Regions from separate parts of the Mus musculus genome. Here region 2 is linked to region 1. Evidence: chromatin contacts called from public Hi-C data. All regions are on one chromosome and are shown on one strand. The core of a region is the stretch at or near the end of the contact, and the rest is flanking DNA. Distances in the headings are between cores, read along the strand shown.

Evidence for each region. Hi-C and Micro-C count contacts between places; a contact is called where the count stands out from the background.
Region 2: a contact with region 1 is called in a Hi-C map of megakaryocyte progenitors, with 2.5 times the contacts expected there. The contact joins two enhancer-like sites. A contact is called at or near these places in 5 of 39 promoter capture datasets (the 3T3-L1 cell line, 3T3-L1-derived adipocytes, embryonic stem cells and 1 more), 30 of 484 Hi-C or Micro-C datasets (the AML12 cell line, the BV-2 cell line, the C2C12 cell line and 18 more) and 1 of 115 datasets of contacts at active chromatin or transcription factors (bone marrow-derived dendritic cells).

What each region holds. Positions count from the first base shown.
Region 1 is chr1:45,945,716-45,951,506 of GRCm38.p6, forward strand. No RefSeq gene overlaps it. Among named protein-coding and RNA genes, the nearest start is that of Slc40a1, 23 kb to the left of the region's middle. Within about 2 kb of position 3,041, at least 12 of the 459 cell types and tissues checked have an H3K27ac peak or open chromatin away from gene starts, as enhancers often do. A contact at or near this core is called in megakaryocyte progenitors, where this site is marked.
Region 2 is chr1:46,018,564-46,024,317 of GRCm38.p6, forward strand. It overlaps the pseudogene Stk-ps2. Among named protein-coding and RNA genes, the nearest start is that of Dnah7b, 45 kb to the right of the region's middle. Within about 2 kb of position 4,443, at least 6 of the 459 cell types and tissues checked have an H3K27ac peak or open chromatin away from gene starts, as enhancers often do. A contact at or near this core is called in megakaryocyte progenitors, where this site is marked.

The DNA.
Region 1 (5,791 bases), core at 1,791-4,290:
CAGATGCCCCTCAACAGAGGAATGGATACAGAAAATGTGGTACATTTACACAATGGAGTACTACTCAGCTATTAAAAAGAATGAATTTATGAAATTCCTAGGCAAATGGATGGACCTGGAGGGCATCATCCTGAGTGAGGTAACACATTCACAAAGGAACTCACACAATATGTACTCACTGATAAGTGGATATTAGCCCCAAACCTAGGATTCCCAAGATATAAGATACAATTTGCTAAACACATGAAACTCAAGAAGAATGAAGACTGAAGTGTGGACACTATGCCCCTCCTTAGAATTGGGAACAAAAACACCCATGGAAGGAGTTACAGAGACAAAATTTGGAGCTGAGATGAAAGGATGGACCATGTAGAGACTGTCATATCCAGGGATCCACCCCATAATCAGCATCCAAACGCTGACACCATTGCATACACTAGCAAGATTTTATCGAAAGGACCCAGATGTAGCTGTCTCTTGTGAGACTATGCCGGGGCCTAGCAAACACAGAAGTGGATGCTCACAGTCAGCTAATGGATGGATCACAGGGCTCCCAATGGAGGAGCTAGAGAAAGTAGCCAAGGAGCTAAAGGGATCTGCAACCCTATAGGTGGAACAACATTATGAAGTAACCAGTACCCCGGAGCTCTTGTCCTTAGCTGCATATGTATCAAAAGATTGCCTATTTGGCCATCACTGGAAAGAGAGGCCCATTGGACACGCAAACTTTATATGCCCCAGTACAGGGGAACGTCAGGGCCAAAAAGGGGGAGTGGGTGGGTAGGGGAGTGGGGGTGGGTGGGTATGGGGGACTTTTGGTATAGCATTGGAAATGTAAATGAGCTAAATACCTAATAAAAAATGGAAAAAAAAAGAATTGACAAATGGGATCTCATAAAATTGCAAAACTTCCGTAAGGCAAAGGATACTGCCAATAGTACAAAATGGCAATCAACAAATTTGGAAAAGATATTTACCAATCCTATATCTGATAGAGGGCTAATATCTAATATATGTAAAGAACTCAAGAAGTTAAACTCCAGAGGACCAAAATAACCCTGTTTAAAAAATGGGATACAGAGCTAAACACAGAATTCTCACCTGAGAAATACTGAATGGCTGAGAAGTACCTAAAGAAATGTTCAACATCCTTAGTCATCAGGGAAATGCAAATCAAAACAACCCTGAGATCCCACTTCACACCAGTCAGAATGGCTAAGATCAAAACTCAGGTGACAGCGGATGCTGGCAAGGTTGTAGAGAAGGAATAACACTCCTCCATTGTTGGTGGGATTGCAAGCTTGTACAACCACTCTGGAAATCCGTCTGGTGGTTCCTCAGAAAACTGGACATAGTACTACCCGAGGACCCAGCAATACCACTCCTGGGCATATACCCAGAAGATGTTCCAACTGGTAAGAAGGACACATGCTCCACTATATTCATAGCAGCCTTATTTATAATAGCCAGAAGCTGGAAAGAACCCAGATGCCCCTCAACAGAGGAATGGATATAGAAAATGTGGTACATTTACCCAATGGAGTATTTCTCAGCTATTAAAAACAATCAATTTATTAAATTCTTAGGTACATGGATGGATCCTAAAAGTATTTTAAAAGCACACAAATAACAAATCAAATTTGAAGACAGAAAATACAGAAGTAGGCAAGTTAGGAAATATCTGAGGAAAAGCAAACATTTGCAAATGGGTTTCAGAAGCAAGATGAATGTGAGGAAAAGATTTCCATAAGGAAAATGAAAAATGCCCACAAAGTCATTTTGCTGGAAGGATTTTTGAAGACTGATTTCTTTTGTATTTAATGCTAGTAAATAATATAATATCCACCACAATGTAATATTTAGCTTGTTACTATAAGGCAAGCATACATATAATAAAGATTTTGCAAGTTTCAACTTGCTATAAAATTATATTTTAAATGTTGCTTGAGTAACATACTCATTAAAGTTCATATTGTATACACTCTTCATTGTTTTTAACATTGAAAACAAAAACATCTTAGGTCTCATTTAATCCTGACAAATTATTATTTATTAAAAATGCCTAATGATGGTCTTCCCAATCCTTATTATTATCTGCATATATATAAGGATAAATATAATAATTAGCTATGTGATTCTGCATAGATATGCTATCAAAATTATAGGATTGCACAAGCTTAAGGTCAAAAAAGCAAGGAGAACCCTGATCCCAGCAGCTGATGACAAAGCTGTTGATTCAGACAAAGAGGAAGCTCAGCAGCAATAGTGGAGGCCCAGGCTCACCACAGGGAGATAGACTGTGGTTCAGGACATGACTGCACGGCACAGACAAGTTCATTGAGAGATACTGATGGGAAGCCAGAGTTGTGGTCAATGAGATTGGAGATCTGAGCTGAAGGCTAGGCTGTGGCTCAGTCACAGCACACTAACACTTAGTAGTTGAGGTTACAGGAAAAGATTGGTTTCTATCCCCTAAAATAAACTTGGAATTTACCATTATCATGTTTCTGGAATGATGCTTGTGAGATTGTAGCAATTTTGGGGACTCTATGCCAAGCTGTCAAAACAAAACACAAAAACAAAAACAAAAAAACCCCTCTGATATAAAGATATAGGTCTCAGTTATACAAGTATTTTGCTATTTTATTGTGAAGTTAAATACTAAGCTATACTATACAAGAAAACCAAGCTGACATAATGATTTCAAATATAACTATGAATTTTAAGTATTTGACCTTTTGTCAATTTGATATAGATGGTTAATGCTCTGAATTTAATATTAATGCTAAAACATGGTTTGATAGATATTAATTAATATGTGAATATGGATTCTCTGTCTTGAGTAAAGCTATAACAGGTGTAAAATAATTATACTGAAAAGGTACTTGACAAAAACGGGCCCAATATCACTATACTAGCTAAATCAACTAATAAGGGAGAAAAATAAAGGGATGCTAGTGGGCTGAGCATGGTCAGCATGGCTCTGGCAGGCCTTGTCTTTCTCCATACTCGCCCTGCTTTGCTAAAAAGCATTAGCTTGCATTCCTGAATCCAGGCACCAAGGTCGGTTCCCTTATTTGGCTACTCCCCCCTCCTGAGACTGACTACCAAGGTCCAGCTGTCAAAGTATTGAAGTCCAACAAACCAAAACCCCTTTGGCTCATCTAATTTGCATACTCAATTAAACACCTCATCCTAACACAGGGTTTCTCCTTTACCTTTATAAACTGCCATTTTGCTATGTGCCACATCTGTCTCTTCTCTATCCAGAGGCAGTCCTTTGTCCCCCTCCTAGGACTAACAGTCTTCCCCACTGCCCCTTCTCTCTCCCCCTTACCCCTTCTTCTCTCCTATCTCTTGTCCCCTCTGAGGCAAATCTCATCTGTGCTGAAAACTTGCTCTTGGGGTGTCTTGAATGGTCTTCGAGGTTCCCTACAAAAAGTATTTATTTGATTTGATTTCCCCCTAGTGGACTTAAGAAGCCTATCTGTTTATAGCTTTAGTGTTTGGGTAAGTACTCAGACTTAGAAGCCTTGAGATCAAAGGCCAATTTATATGCTGAGCAGAGGGCTAAAGTGGTTGAAAGTGCTTGCTGTGCAAGCATCAGGACCGAAGTTTGAATCCCCAGAACCCATATAAAGCCTGGGATAATAACACAAGACTGTAATGCCATTGCTCCTACCCACACTGAGATGGCAGGTAAATACCAGTCAAGATCTCAAACACTCATCCAAGTGTGCACTCATTCAAGTGTGTACTCATTCAAGCGTGCTCATGTGCTTTCCTCCTCACACACATCACATACATAATAAAGGTAAGAAAGAAAACACACTTGTATTACTTTTCAAATATCTTAAAGCATCTGAGAATTATCTGTATTAAATTCTGTCCATCACATTTTGGATCTTTTCAGGAATCAATGAACAGTGGTAGGCTCTGTCCCATAATGCAGTTCTCAACCTATCCCACTCTCAAACAAATTACTACCACAAATACATGCCATTTTATACAAAACCAAGGAACTATAGCTTGTTTCCTTCACATATACTTTGCAAATAAAAGCTAATGTCTCATATTCCATGATAAACTGTGTAAGCATTCAATAATACAGTAGCTATTATGTAGGAGGCAATTCTGTCTGCCCCAGGTTGACAAGTATAGGCAAAGCCAGTAAGAAATAGATTCAAAATGATATGTGTGCTTTAATGCAAGCACACCTCTCCCTCCTCCTTCAACTCCTCCCTCTTTTGTTTCTCAACCTCATCTCCCTCCCTGATTTATCCTTTCTCCTTTCCCCTCCTGCACCTTCCCTCCCTCTCCCCCCACCTCTCTCTGCTATCTGACCTTAAATTGTCCGTAAAGTAAAGCCAATTACAGAATAAATGAAGAAAATCTTACTATATTAATACCTTCAAAATTTGCATGAATGTTTTATTTTTAAAAGTTTTCCTAGTCAGTTGCAATCATTAGTTTTCTGCTCAGTTTCTCTCAACTCAGAAACAGGCCAAGGATGTTTCACATGCCCTCATCTCTCAGTCCCCACAACTGCACAAGTTATTTCCCCCTACTGAGAAAAAAATATTACAAATAGACCTTCAAAAGAATTAGTTCTTAAAAAAAAAAATAAGTTCCCTCAACTCTCTGTAGACTCACTTTTTTTTTTTTTCCAATGCTCGGTTTTCCAAGGCCTCTGCTTTTTGACAGTCAACTGGCAGTCTCAGAGTTTGGTTGGCAGTTTTATTTTGTTTTTGCTTTAACTAATTTAAAAAATATTTTTAAAGCAACTCAATAGAAATAAAAAAAAATCAAAGTAATTTATAAAGAATCAATTGAATCATGAACACAGGTAAATGAACTCTAAAGTGCCTAGATTAAGAATTAAGTTTGTGGCCAGCATCGGGTCACCTAGGGCATGGAGTCAGCGGACATCCCCCAAGGTCCCCTAGAGGACTCTCCACGAGATCTTAGGACCACCAGTGAGTGGAACACAACTTCTGTTCCAATCCAATCTCACGGGACCTGAGACAGCATTAGAGAAGCAGGAAACCCGGCCTGACCAGGGTCACAAGTCCCTTCCGGTCGGCGCCAGCGCTGGGTCATCTGGGCACAGAGTCGGCGGACACCCCCAAGGTCCCCAGAGGACAGCTTCTGAGACAGACCCCATTTCGGCCTCCAGACATCCAGGCACCTTCCTTGCCAGAGGAGAGGTGTCCGTCCTGCCCAAGAGGGCATTGCTGGAGCACCTGGGGGAGCCATCTAGGTTCCCGGATCCCTCTGAGACTAGTCTGTTCAGGTCAGATTGTGGACTACAGAAGCTAACAGCTTCTGTGACAGGCCGAAGCAACACAACTTCTGGGACAGGTCCTGCTTCAGCCTTCATCTTCTGTCAGGAGGGAGGTCCAAAGGCCAGATATCTGTGCACCTTCCCTGTAAGAGGAGAGCTTGCTGCAAAGAGTGCTCTGACCACTGAAACTCAGAGAAGAGACCTTGTCTCCCAGGTCAGCTGATAGAGGCAAACAATCACGAGAGGAACAATCTCTAACCAGAGACAACTATAACAACTAACTCCAGAGATTACCAGATGGTGAAAGACAAACGTAAGAATCTTACTAACAGAAACCAAGACCGCTCACCATCATCAGAACACAGCACTCCCACCTTGCCCAATCCTGGGCACCCCAACACACCCGGAAAGCTAGACCCAGATTTAAAAGCATATCTCATGATGATGGTAGAGGACATCAAGAAGGACTTTAATAACTCACTTAAAGAAATATAGGAGAACACTGCT
Region 2 (5,754 bases), core at 3,193-5,692, 74 kb after region 1:
TTTCACATCACATCCTGCCACCTAGTGGCTCTGGCTCTGGTACTGGGGATACAGTGTGTTGAATCAAATACTCACTGTGCAAGCATTGTTGGGTTAGGTTTTAATCTCCTGGACCCATGTGAGCTTTGATCTCCTTTTCTCTGTGGTGGGGCCCAAGTGTGTGCTCTTGGACAGCTCTCAAGTGAATCTTAAGTGCCTCTCAGTGTGTTAGCCCAGGGTGGAGTCTTAGAGTGACTTTGAGGTCCTTGCTTAGCTCTCTGCTGGTCTTCAACACCACAGAGGAAATGATCAGGAGGAAGAGCTAAGGGCCTGGTTTAGGTGACTCCCAGAGTATCATCTTTGATAAGACTGTTGAACTGACAGGTTTAATTTGGCTTCTAAGAACAGGAAATCTGTTGTTGAAATATTTCCTTGATACATTCTGGGAATATAAACTAGACCTAGGGATCTGATGTTCTCCTATCCCAAGTCCAGTTCATAGGTAGGAGGAGAATAGATTCTTTTATGCCCTGTCTACAGCGTGAACAAAGCCCATGTGATGTTGGCAGCCAGGAGTAGTGCTTCATACTGCTTGTGACTTGTGTGAGAGAGAAGCAGGTGGAACCAAAGGTACTGATGGAGGACTCAGGCAGGCCCTGCCGTGCTTCTGCTTCAGTTAGAGCAAGAAAGCTCATCTATTCAGCTGTGTGTGGCCACATAGCTCATGCTACCTCCCACATGACCTCAGTGTGTATCCTATACTTCTGCTAGCTTGACAGCCCTCATATACACTCAATCAATCCTGTACATTCCAGAGAATTCCCTATCCCATCCATGTGCTGGTTCCTGTATTGACATTCTATTCTGTCTTTGTCCTGTCACAGTGCAAGATATGAACAGTGCCTTCATAGGGTGAGTATTGACTCCTCTGATCCTGGTGACATTCCTAACCGCAATCCTCCACACAGAGGCACATGTGGTCTTCCAGGCAGGTAAGCTGACACCTAGGTTGTTTTTGGATCACGAATTTTGCCTTCACACAATCCCTTCCACTCTCCTCTTGCTTTCCTACAAGATCTAGAGAATGGAGTGAGGGCAGCATCTCCGGGAACCACCCAGTACACCACACTAGGCCACTGTACTGCTCTTCTGCCCTGCACTGTTGTTCAGTAAATGGTGATCTCATTCTGAGGTTGACAGAGGGCATGGCATTCACAGCACTGAGGGTCACAGAGGCAAGGATGTGGCTATACGAGCCTCCTGTGTGCCATTTTCTTTAATGGCATCTCCCAGTTTCTAAAGTTGGAATCCCTGAATGATTCTCTGTAGGCTTAGTGTTGCTGAGTCCTGGACCTATAAATAAATCCCACTTTGTCAGATACTTTGTCCTTAGATTCATTCCAGGGTGGTATCTGTACTATTTAGAGCTGTGGGATTCTGAATTTCATAGGGGTGAATCTTGGAAATATCAAGCTCTGAGCCTTGTTCTCAGCCAAACAAGTTTGAAAAGGGTCAATAAGCACAAAGTACAGAAGTGCAGTTTTAATGTCAACTGTGAGTCCAGCCTATTTCCAGCCTCTTAGATGGGTAAAAATCTTTCTTAGCCTATGTATCACGTGGGACACCATCAGCACACGATACCCCCAATGTCAGGACTTGCATAGTCCTACCAAATGAGCAATGAGAGAATGAATGTGGATACCTGGGCACAAGACTCCTGAACCCAGTATCCACAGAGTCACAAATTTCACAATTATAGTACTGCTTGCAACAGCATCAGCAAGAGGCTGCTTCTGTGGAGTGAGGCCTTCTTCCTCTTCTAGGATTCAGAGGTGACCCCTGACCTGAGTCTGTCAGGCTCTTTGTATCCTGGGATGCTTGATGAGCCGTTGGTCCTGGTACTTTTATCTTGTGCATAGATGTTTTTCAAGTATTTCATCAAGATGGGTTTCATCCTTACAGTGGCCAGGCTTCACGGCTGCAGTCCATCTTCTAAGCCTGGGTCATCAGCTAGAATAATCTGTTCAGTATCAAGAGGCTGAATCTGTAGAACAAAATGAAGGAGCTTGTGTAAGTTGAGAGAATGGTTTTCTTGCAGAAGATACGTTCCCAGCTCTCTCCCACCAGTGTTTGTACCTAGCAGACATCACAGCACTCCAGCAATGCATAAGAAAACCCTCATTGCTATACCTGTCCCTCGAACCTGAAGTCTGAGCTTTGCACAGGAACTCTCCTGTCAGAAGAATCAACAATTCTCTGAAGTGTTAGCCATGAAGACATGCAAGAGCCGAAAAAGATGGAAACAGGGGACTTGTGGCCTCTCTGTGCACTATGTCAGTCAGGCTTTTTTTGGAAAGAGTTAACTTGTGCCACACTACCTGACTGAAGGCATTCTAGATAGACCATAGAAAGTAACAGGGTCCTAGCACTCAGAAGTTTTGATGTTGATAACGTGCTCTTCTCCTGCACTTCCTGAACTGGTAAACAGCATGACATCTCCTGGCTTTGTTCCCTTCCTACAATGGGGCTAAGAATGGAAACACCCAGTCAGGGGTGTTCTCATGGACGCATCAAAAGTCTAGTCACTTGTGGTCAGATCATGATTGGGTAGCAGGTGTACAAGTTTCAAGAATGGAGTAAGTGAGCACAGATGATGTGAAGATCCTGGGTACTCTGAGGAGAGAAAAAACTACACCTTCAGTGATCATATGCACAGGTACAGAAAACATCACCTCTATCATTCATGTACAGAAGACAAGCAAAGAGACCCACACATACATCCTGCAGCAATCCCACGAAAAGTTTCCCCTGGAGACTCAACAGGTCATGGACATATATAAACACATCCAGGGGTAAGGATGATGGCGAAATGGTTCTTCCTTCATAGCTGAAAAAATGTCCAAATGTTACTTATGCTGTGCACAGCCCCAAATTCATACATCAGAGGTTACATTTTAATGCCAGTGTGTGTTCTCCATTTCCCAAACTCATGGGATCATCATGAAGAAATGGTGAGACACTGTAGATATGCCACTGTCCAGAGATGTTCTCTCACACCAGTCCCTTGCTAAGTACACAAACATGATCCAAAAGCCCCAAAAGACTTCAGTAGATTTCTTACCTCCATTGTGCAAATGGGGTGTCCAAGAACCATTCTGAACACTTACTTAACAGTCAAAGAGTCAAGATCATCTTATTACATTTTGATAAAAGTTGCCTGGAAGCAGCTCATCTTGACCAGCAGAGACTCATTGATCGATTGACTGACATTGCTCCATCCTCCACCAGGATTGGCTTCTGAGGGCCCAGATGTTATTGCCATTCACTGATGTCACATTTTCTGTAAAATGGATTCTCAGAGCTGCTTGGAAGGTTTATTCATGATGATAAATATTGGGATGAACTCTGGAGGAATCACATGACATGGTGTTATCAAAGGCAGGGCTCAAAATGGAGGCACAGAATGGTCTACAAAACCATTCTAACTCATCCACCAAGCTGAAGATAGGAACATATAACACACTGTACTGCATTTTTGGCCAGAGCAAGTGTGGTCTACGTTGAAAAGCTGTGAGAGTGTAGTGAGGAGCAAGCCAGGTAAGGATGTAGTTCCTATCCTGTGCTGTCTGCCACAGTAGAGCAGAATATGACTAAAGTATGTCCCTTAATTCAGACTGAGGGGTACCTGTCCTGTCTCACTCTGCTCAGTGTTCCTGCTTGAACACAGGAAAACCCCACAACTCACTCAGCCACTATTTAGGGCATAATCTAGCAGACCCCTCATTGCAACATCATTCAGCCTTTTTAAGTCCAGGATGGTTGGGGGAGGCTGGTACTCTAAAGAACAGAGCATGGTGTAGGCCAAGAGACAGCAAGCACAGTTGAAAGAAAGGGAAGTTAAAAGCCTAAAGGATGACAATTTCGCTCCAAGAAAAGGATCACTCCTGACATCCAGTGGTAGCATCTGGTTTTACATGTTTGTGAGAATGCTAAAGGATATTAGTAGATTTGTCTTTCATCCCTGGGTAAACCTGAAATGGAATTCTTTGAACTCTCCATGGCTAGGCCCAAGCCTATCCTTTTGAAAAGTACCATTTAGGCTCTTCAGTATCAAACGAGTTGCCAAAGTTTAAGCACACTCTTGAGCATCACACATATGAACACATCCTTAGGAATTTGACAGGATTTTGAAATGTACTATGTTTCTCTTGATTCACCTCTCCCTCATGTCTAACAGTTTCCTTGAAAATTAAGCCCATAAATACAACTTTGCAAGTAGTCTTTTCAACTCCTTTTTACAAGTTGTTTTATGATGGAAACTGCACATCATTCAAGCCCATGTCTACATAATAGCCACCTGAAAAAAAAAGAGATAGTCTGCCATCTCAAAGTAGCAGGGTCTTTGCTAGAAATAAGAAGGAAACATCTCCAGGAAACATGGCCCAGATGCCACTGAGCACATGCTAGAAAGACAGAGGAAATCTTGGGGGAAATGAGATAACTTGTCAGGGTGGAGCATGGCTGCGGGGCCATAATAGCTCAGGACAAAAGCATTGAAACTTTTCTGAATACATCTTGTCTGTAGAGTTTTAAATTGATCCTTATGAATGTTCACATACACCAAATAGAATAGTGAGTTCATGCAAGGATAATAATAAAAGTTCATGTCTTTCAGTTGGCATCCTCCACAGGAAGTGCTAATAACAAGCCAGATAGAGTTCTCCAAAGATATTGGGAAAGCTTAAAGAACAACATAGCATTCTGGGAATCCAGAGAGTAGGGTAGGGGGTTGGGCCCAGTGCTCAGGAAATGGAGGCACTTCTGCATTAGAGGCCTCACTGGCCTGTAACCCAGTGGCTCCCTACATTTAATTTCGAAGAGCCTGGGATCTCCAGGCAGGAGAAAGAATCAGACAGGTGTTCCATGGCTCCATGTTGGGCCAGAAGAAATAGGCTACCTTCTGATTGCATGTGCTCATCTCCTAACATGAGCAGTACTAAACCCATATCCTATATGTGGGAGAAAGAGAGCATCTCTCCCTAAGATTTAAAAAGACACAGCACTCTGCTCTGAGAGTATGGGTCATTGACACTTTAAAGGAAACCCAATGTCATGGCTTCATGTCCCTAGAGGATATTATGATGCTCACAAAAGCCAGCTAGCAGGCATGGTCTCCCTCTATGTGGGTCTGATTATCCAAAACACCCTGAGGATAGGATCTTTCACTTCTGCTTTCTCTCCAAGGGTCAGCACATCATGTGGACCTCAGACAATTGAAAGATGGATTAAGTCCTCTGAGTAGTTTGGAAGTAAGATCTGGATAAGATCAGAAAAGAATGGGGTGGGATTTACCTGCTGTGAGCAATGGGTGGAATTGGTGAATTACCTCAAAAAGCCAAGGACACGTGATGAAAGTGCCATGAAGATGTACAAGGTGGAAGGACATCCTCAGATAACATTCTCTAGGTCTACTTTACAAGGAAAGCATACAAAAGGAAGAAGATGCCTGCATGGCTCACAGCATAGCCTTCTGTGATAAGCCTAGCTGTGTAGTGAAGTGGGCTCACTGTAGAGCTGTTAGGACACTGGAAATAGCCCCTATCTTCCCATATTACACATAGGGAGAGGTATATGGACTGGTTGACATCCAGACTGTGTGCCAAGGTGATGGCTGTGAGAATGACTGAAATGGGTGTGTCTGAGGGGAAGACTGGTTTACAAAGAAAGTCAGGAGGAAGGATAGATCCTCTGTCTGGAGCCTGTCAAGCAAGACTT